Regions from separate parts of the Hordeum vulgare genome. Here region 2 is linked to region 1. Evidence: chromatin contacts called from public Hi-C data. All regions are on one chromosome and are shown on one strand. The core of a region is the stretch at or near the end of the contact, and the rest is flanking DNA. Distances in the headings are between cores, read along the strand shown.

The links. Hi-C and Micro-C count contacts between places; a contact is called where the count stands out from the background.
Region 2: a Hi-C map of seedling shows a contact between it and region 1, with 4 times the contacts expected there. The contact joins the promoter of LOC123449438 here to the promoter of LOC123449437 in region 1. A contact is called at or near these places in 4 of 6 Hi-C or Micro-C datasets (leaf and seedling).

What each region holds. Positions count from the first base shown.
Region 1 is chr4H:550,022,386-550,026,762 of MorexV3_pseudomolecules_assembly, forward strand. It overlaps LOC123449437 (sulfate transporter 1.2-like), which reads right to left and starts at 2,034. Exons shown (of 12, transcript XM_045126667.1): 1 at 614-2,034; 2 at 310-517; 3 at 15-189. The coding sequence starts at 1,109.
Region 2 is chr4H:550,212,932-550,217,308 of MorexV3_pseudomolecules_assembly, forward strand. It overlaps LOC123449438 (low affinity sulfate transporter 3-like), which reads left to right and starts at 2,075. Exons shown (of 12, transcript XM_045126670.1): 1 at 2,075-2,761; 2 at 3,052-3,100; 3 at 3,214-3,421; 4 at 3,553-3,727. The coding sequence starts at 2,417.

The sequences.
Region 1 (4,377 bases), core at 784-3,283:
GTATGATATCTTACCCCATGTTGAACATTTCCCCATACCGATTCCATGACCGATATGATATCAGACTTCTTAGTGAATTTCGCTATGCCAAGTAAGCCTTTCAGCTGCTGAAGGGCAATGGTGATTGCGGCACCGGCCATGAACCCGACGATGGCCGCATGAGACAAGAACTCTATGATAAACCCTAGCCTGCAGCAGAGTCCGGTCAGAGACTACATAAAACAGATGACGTATTCAAGTGTTCATGCCAATATGTCATCATGAACTGGCAAGTTAACAGGCACCGGGGGACCATGTCGCCATGCGCACCTGAAGAATCCGAGCATTGCCTGAGTGATCCCTGCGAAGAAGGTTGCGGTGAACGCCAGCCGGCTGTACTCAAGTGGATTCTTGACGGGGTCGATCTCTTCCTGGAGGAGAGTGCCGAGCAACAGCGACACGACGGCCACTGGACCGATGGCTATGTCCCTGGAACTGCCCATCAGGGCGTATATCAAAGGCGGGACGAAGCTACTATCTGCGAAAAGGACCCAGCAAAACTCTGGTCATTCTAGTTGCATGCATACTTGCAGGAGCAAAACTGGGCATTCTACCGTGTTTCATGTGAACTTACACAGTCCAACATGTGGCTGCAGGTTGGCAAGCTTGGCATAACCAATGTCCTGGTGCAAGATAAGAGTAGACACCATGAGAACGCATGCCGGAGTGGACAAACCAACCAACTGTACCGTGATTGCTGCATGCAAGAAGAACAGCCGGCCAGCTACCTGAGGTATGCAGAGGCTGGCGATGGTGAGGCCGGCGACCAAGTCCCCCTTGAACTTGCCGAAGGTGTAGCTCCTGCTCCAGTCCAGCACCGGGAAGAGGTGCACCAGGCTGAGCCACAGCTTCTTGGACCTCGGCTGGTCCTTGTACTCCCGCAGCGGGTCGTCGGCGAAGAACGTCTCCTTCACCCCCTCGGCAAACTCGGCAAAGACGCCCTTGGCCGGCGGGAACCCGACCTTGTAGCCATGGTGGTGGTGGGTGCTGTCGGTGTGACGTTGCGACGCCGTCTGGCTGCAGACGTCGCCATCGAAATCTTCGCCTCCGTCCGACACGGTTCTCGGCATTCTTGCGGACGTTGCGTGCGCCTATGTGCAGACGGATACGTTTGCCTGAAGATGAAGCAACGAGTGAGATAATTAACATATATTAGTGCAGAACTGAAGTTAGATGTAAACGAACTCTCCATGTAATTTAGACGGAGAAATCATTAGTACTAATAATCAAATAAAGCATACACACACGCATGGACATGCATGGACATGCATGACCCTCTACATGCATGGTGCAACTAAGCTCTGAACTGAATGAAACAAATTACATCAAGGAAACCAAGACCAAGGGTCTTCTTCAGAACTGAAGGAAGGAATCAGAAACTCATATGCATGAACAACAATATATATCAAGAATGGAAGCAGCCAACACCACTGATCATTGCATATCATTCTTCACCGTGAATGAAGAACTAATAGACGAAAGGAAGAAAACATACACAAGTATGAGTGTATGACTACTGGAGAAACTCAGCCCACAAAGACAAAGGCCTGCTGCTTTGTGGTGATTTTTCAGAAGCCAGGGAATGTCCATTATATATAGATGCAGAGAAGCTCCGGCGCCTGTGATGAAGGTCAACTCCTATATTTTAATTGGAGGGCCAAGAGATAAGTTAAGCTGCAAATTATGCATCTGCGTCGAAAATCGCACCACATTCAACATAGCGCGGGGAACGCCTACCCTAATGAATAGGTTATTCTCACAGCTCATCACTTGCTGAACTTGTAAATCATTTCTGCGTAAACAATCAAACGGTTTCAGCGACAGGTGACAGAAGGAACAATGAAACTGGGTTTCAGCTCTCTGTGTGTGCTTGAATGTGATTGAAGAAAACTCATATGGGCCAGAGTGGACTTGAGCAAATGGGTGTATGTTATGTATTCCTACATGGGAAACTTATTAAGATATGCTAGCAGGTAGCAATCTTCATCAAATACAGTTTTGAAATGTTGGCAGTTTTTCTAGCTGAAAAGGAACGATTTCCTTCCTGGACCGTCGAGTCATGCACACGTTGGCTTAATGCGCAATCAAAATCCAATGAATAGAAAGTATAAGACATAAAGGGACCCAGACTTGTGCAATTTTAACATTTAGGCTTACCCAAATGCATGTGTTATGACTTGTGAAGCCATACAGAAACTTAAGGATTCAGAAGAGCACCGTCCACTGCAATTTTTAGCCTGCGGCTATTTCTAGCCTGCCCTATGTTTGTGCATGTGTTACACAAGCATAGTTTGCGAGAATCTCTCTTTCTTTTGCTTCTTATTCTGATGTACTGCTGTACTGAACTAGTTGGCGGTTTCTTCAACGGAAATCGGTAGGAGGACCCCTTGTTTCTAAAACAGTTGATCCAGTCATCAAGGGAACAAAAATAGATTTTTCTAACCCTAGTTATGTGCAAGTTCCACTGCTAATGGCATGCTACACCTTATAATATAGTCTGTCTCCTGGACTAGGCAGGTTGCAGGCCCCAATAATGCAGTTGTTAACTCTAGTTACACACCATCTGAACATGATCTGCAGCAGCAGAAGTGCAGGATCAGACTGCAGATCGACACAGTTAGTCGTCGCAATAATAGCTCGATTATATTGGTTTATTTTCTTTGTCTTCCCTAATTAACCAATACTCGTAGTATTTTTGGAAAATGCGGTCTGCCGATTGCATGAACCTGGTCAAAGAAGCGATATGCGATGAGGCTGGGCGACATGGTGGACGGCCCTGAAATGCACAGCGCCAACCTACGCGCTTCTCTGCCTAACAGATTCCTTCCTTGCACTCTCGGTGGCTCTCATCACTCGCTTGCGGACGAACCTTGGCCCTAAGCACACGTTGCAGCTGTAGCCTTTTTCCATTCTAGTGGTGGCCCAGTGTGCTCTGCTATTTTCAATACAGTTTCAGGATAGGAGCATCTACAATGTTGAGCGACACAGTAACTGCTCTGTGTAGATCATATTCCACCCATGCCCATGCATGATAGAATGGCAGTTTTTTAGAGTGCGCGCATGATAAAATGGAAGTATTCGTTCATGAAAAACACTGGGAAATCACATAAAACTCCCCGGTCAAAACCCAAGATAAAAATAAACAACATAAGAATAAGTCACTGTAGTGTCTGATCCAGTGATCCTATCATCATAGAAATCAAAGGAAAACAGTTCTTGTTTAACATTCCGGAAATCATCTAGATCACTGAAGACTGAACCCTGATGCCCCGAGAAAGAAAACAGTCACCCAAAGAACAGAGAGGAGGTGATAAAAGAAAGGCAGGGACTAAAACCCTTTACGAATACGCGGTCGAAAAACAGCTTTTCTGTGGGGCTTATTCCCTGCTGAGATGTGCAAAAAGAGAGAGAAAAAATATGGAGAGAAATCGAAAAGAAGGAACAAGTGGTCTTTCTTCTTACCGTGCTGTTCCTCTGGGAGCACCTTCGTGGAGCTCCAGACCTTTTCCTCCTCGCTTTTCCTGGGCCCCACCGGTGCTCTACTCCGACTATACCTTCCAGCAGATTGGATGGTGGAGGGTCGCTCCGAACGTGGACGCGATTGTGGGTCAGGAGATCTACGACAGCTCCTTCATCACTATTTAAAAGATGGGAGGAAGAAGAAGCGAAAAGAGAGAGGGGAGGGAGAGTCAAACCGTGTCCAGGTTCGATGAACCTGGTGGGGGAGGCAGCCCGGGCGTGAAGAACGGGATGGGAGTTAACCACCTGTTGCCACGTTGACTTTGCTCCATATTCACGGGTTTAAGAGGCTGGTATTTCACTGGGACTGCATGTAGGCTGCTGTACTGTCGACAACCGCACGGTGCGTTATAATTTTGACACTCTTAGCTGGCCAACATTCACTGCGGTTTCTCTAAAAAAAAAAAAGCATTCATTGGGGTGGGAATTACGAATATTTTTATAACAATTTTAGTTGTAGGAGGGTAACAATTTCTTCAGACTTGCATGGCAACAGTACCCTTCTTTTTTTGCGGGTGAAGCATGACAGCATTACCGTTCTTATTTGGACCCTTATTTGGACCCTTTTAGAGCATCTCCAACAGCCGCGCTTCGCGCCGCGCCAAAAAGCATGTTTGCCGCACGCTGGTTGCCTGGTTTGGCGCGTCGCGCAGTGCTGGCTCTAGCAGCAGCTTTAAAATGCAGCGCGCGTGCCGTTCCAGCAGCGCCCAAATATATGGCATTTGGACAAAAAATAGGTTGAAACATTCATCAAAATGCAATGAACATGTGAAATTTAACACAAACAAGTTGATGAATAAAAGTCATGCCCACAAGTTC
Region 2 (4,377 bases), core at 825-3,324, 190 kb after region 1:
CCAAATTCCACTAAAGGGGAAGATCTTGTTTCGTATTTGATTTCGCAGGTGTTAATTAAATCCAATCACGTAAACGATGGGTAACTAAGAATTTAAAAATTGCATCATATATGTGAGACCACCTTCTTAAAAGATATACAAAAGATTTTTCTCAATAACCTTCCAAAACAAAATAAGTCATTTCTCAATGTGATGCAATTTATTATTATCATTATCTCTACTATTAAATGACAACCACATCTTTCCGAATACAACAGAAAACAACATATCTATTTTTTGATCTTACCAAATCACATATATTTTACTATCTTACCAGATCACATATATATCTACTTGAAGAAACCAATTGAATGTCATGTTAGAAGCAAAAGTATTGAAGTTACAAAGTTTGCGCGTAGAGGGGCAGCGGCGCCTGGAGGGGGCATCAGCGCCTGGAGGGGGCGGGGGGCTTACCAGAGAGGGAAGGGAAGGGGGCTTACCGGAGCGGGAGGGGATGGGGCTTACCGGAGTGGGGGGAGGGGGCGATGGCGCATGAAGGAGGCGGCGGCGGTAGCGACGACGACGACGATGGCGAGGAAGGCGAGGAAGGCGGCGACGGCTTGAGATAGAGGAGACGGGGGTGGGGGAGTTAGGAAATTTTGAGCCCGCGGTGGGGTGTTAACTCAACATAGAGGTAGCGCTGGTTCAAGTAGCGCTGGTTCAGAAGGAGCGCTACTGCTAATGTCCTTAGCAGTAGCGCTTTTACAATGCCTGCGCTGCTACTACAGCTACTGTCGGTGGCCTCGTTGGTCCTCTTTTAGCAGTAGCGTTGGATGAAGTGCAGCACTACTGCTATGGACCTTAGCAGTAGCGCTGGATTAAGCCCCGCGCTGCTACTATACCTACTGCGGGTGGCTTCGTTGGGCCCTTTTTATCAGTAGCGCTGACAATAGGGCCAGCGCTACTGCTAAAGACGTTAGCAGTAGCGCTTTGTGTTTCCAGCGCTACTGCTAAGTAGCATCAGCGCTTGCTATTTTTCAGCGCTACTAATAGGCTCCTACCTATAAGGTTTTTCCTACTAGTGTAATGTCGGCCGGCTAGTGAACAGACGTATGGCCGGAGTAGATTTCTCGGCGCACACACACGAGTCCGCAAACTCTCCCACCCTTCACTTTGTCTCCGATTTACAAAAATGCACGTTCGAACCGTCTAACGGACCGATACACATTCGTAAGGGAAACGTTCTGGCCGGTGCGCCGCGAACCATTCGGCCGGCCGTACGCGACCACGGGTGCCCCGTTGACTGGGCATGCAACATTTTTCGTCTAAATTTGTTGCAATCAGCGTCATATTTGATGCAAGCGTTTTCTTTTTTTACATTTGTCCAGTAAAAAAGTTGCATATACGTTTGGTTGCAACTCCAGTTCGTCAGATTTTCGTTACAATCGATGTTTTTTTACTTTTGCTACAACCGTGTTAAGTTTTGCTACAACCGGCATTATTTTTTGCTGCAACCGTTCATTAAAAAAGTTGCATACACGTTCACGTAGATATTTGTTACAACCGGCGTTTGACTTTTACTACCACGCACCATCAGCTTCGTTTTTTTGCTACGATCACGTAGATATGTTTTTGCTACAAATTTTGTTTTTTTGCAACCGTTGAAAAAATTACTGCATCCCGTCGCATTTTGCTGCATCGAAAAAAAATGTTGCATGAAGATCCAACGATGCGAACGCGTGGAGTTGGTGGATCGTGCGGCCCGCGCGCGGCAGTTCAAAAGTTTGGGCAGGCGCGCAGGCGAAGAGCACTGGCCCATTCATAATGGATGGCTTTAGCGGCCGTGACCGTGCAGTCCGAATACAGGTGGTTACCCTTAGTGCTCATTTATCCTCCTACACTGGCTGGTTTAGCTGCAACGGGAGGAGCTAGCAGTACGAGTAAGATGCTGCAGCAGCAGCAGAGCCAATCATGGAGGAATCAGTGAAAGTGCCGCCCACCGAGATGCATGTGGCCAGCTTTCTGAGCATTGTCCATGGCACCACTACCGAACACCCATATATAGCACCCAACATCTCAATCTGCATCTGCACGGCCGCACACACGCATCCCCCCGCCTCCTCCTCCTCCTCCTCCCCCGAGAGAGAGAGAGAGCGAATTTTCTCTGGAGGCCAGGGGCTCATATGCGCGTGGGTGTCGTCTACCTCCTCCCAAGAATCACATCGCAATCCATGAGGACCGTGACCCGTCGCCGGTGATGTTTACGCCAGAGGAAAATCTAAATCTACTACCAGCTGCGATCGTCGGCCGCGTCACCTCACCCTCGAGAGATTCTCCCCTCCATCTATCCAGCAGCTAGGAGCCCCCTTTAAGTTTAAGACCGAGGAAGGAAGGAGGAGTTCCCCCAAACACTTCAGTTACCGACCGACCGTCCGCCATGGAGTCGTCGTCCGCGCCAGCAGCACTCGAGACGGCCGTCACGGTGCCGTCGTCGGCATTCGACGTGTCCAGACGGCCCGACACGGCCGGCCTTGTCCTCAACAGCCCCAGGCCGCCGAGCCTCCGCGAGGAGCTCGTCGGCGTGGTCGGCAAGGCCTTCCGCCCGCGCGGGGCCGGGACCGGCGGTGCCGGTGGTGACCGCCGGCCGCCGCGGTTCGCGTGGGTCCTGACGGCGCTGCAGGCCGTGTTCCCGGTGCTGCAGTGGGGCAGGACCTACACGCTCAAGTCCTTCCGGAGCGACGTCATGGCCGGCCTCACGCTCGCCAGCCTCGGGATCCCACAGGTACGTGCCACCCTCCAACACCCTGTGATCGATGATGCCATACGTACGCACGCGCTCGCCTCCGTTTTTCTTGTTCCACGCATACGTAGTCGCTAGCTAGCTTCTGTGATCGGCTGACGACACGGTCAGCGACTGACGGCATGAGCAAGGAACGTTAATCATCTATACCAGGGGTAGTTTTTGACTGGACATATATATATATATATATATCTTGATGTTCACAGTAACAATCTGCTCCTCCGTATCGATCTGTCTGTCTCACATGCTGATTGATCATCCACTGTGTGCAGAGCATTGGATACGCCAATCTAGCGAAGCTGGACCCGCAGTATGGGCTCTGTAAGCATCATTTCCCTCGCCTGAAATAACTTTTTGTTTGGTTTCCACCGTGCCGTGCTGAATTCTTGTTGGTACGACGACGTTGTGACATGTACTGGTGGCGGCATCGGCAGACACGAGCGTCGTCCCGCCCCTGATCTACGCGGTGATGGGGACGTCGAGGGAGATCGCCATCGGGCCCGTGGCGGTGGTGTCGCTGCTGCTGTCGTCCATGGTGCAGAAGGTGGTCGACCCGGCCGTCGACCCGGTCACCTACCGCACGCTCGTCTTCACCGTCACCTTCCTCGCCGGCGTCTTCCAGGTCTCCTTCGGCCTCTTCAGGTACGTACAATCATTCACAGTGTTCATTTCTGATGAAAAGTTCACGTACGTGCAGCTCTTCTCCGTTTTCAACCATGGACCGGCAGTTGACTGACCGAGTGTGTGTGTGTGTGGGTGTGTGTGCACTGCAGGCTGGGGTTCCTGGTGGATTTCCTGTCGCACGCGGCCATCGTGGGGTTCATGGGCGGCGCCGCCATAGTCATCGGGCTGCAGCAGCTCAAGGGCCTGCTCGGCCTCTCCCGGTTCACCAACAGCACCGACGTGGTCGCCGTCGCCAAGGCCGTCTTCTCCGCGCTCCACGACCCCGTGAGTGTCTCCGACGATGTAACCCTAAACTTTTTTTTACACCGCGCACGTTGAGTGGCTGACGCGGTAACAAGATTAACGGATAATGGAACAAAATAAAGCCGGTTTAAGTCAAATATGAACGTCGCTTTCTTGCCTGCTTTATTCATTATATATGCTGTACTCAGTTGGACTTATTAGATGGTTGGGAGGTTTCAGAAAAGGGATGGTCGAGGTGCAACCAAAACTTATGCCAGATAGAAATGCTCGTCCCTATCGTCTTCTCTGCGATATGCCACATGCATGGTATTGGCAGCAAGGGACAAATGCGGTCTTAATTTCCCAGGCAACCCCGTGAAGCGCACAAACCGCCCTTTTCTCACCTGGTTTTTTTCGTGTCGTAACCTCAAACAGCTTTTGGCGCATCTTGTTGAGAATTCGGTGCTTGGATCCACTACAATTATTAGTATTAATCCCTTCGATCCGTATTACTTGTCGCTTAAACGGATGTATCTATCACTGAAGTACGTTTAGATACATCCGTTTTACTGACAACTAATATGAATCAGAGAGTTATTATTAGTATATTTAAAAATAGGTCATGGGGATCAGTTTCCGGGAAATAAAAGGCCCCAGCTAAGTTGTGTGATCTGATCACACGAACAAAGACC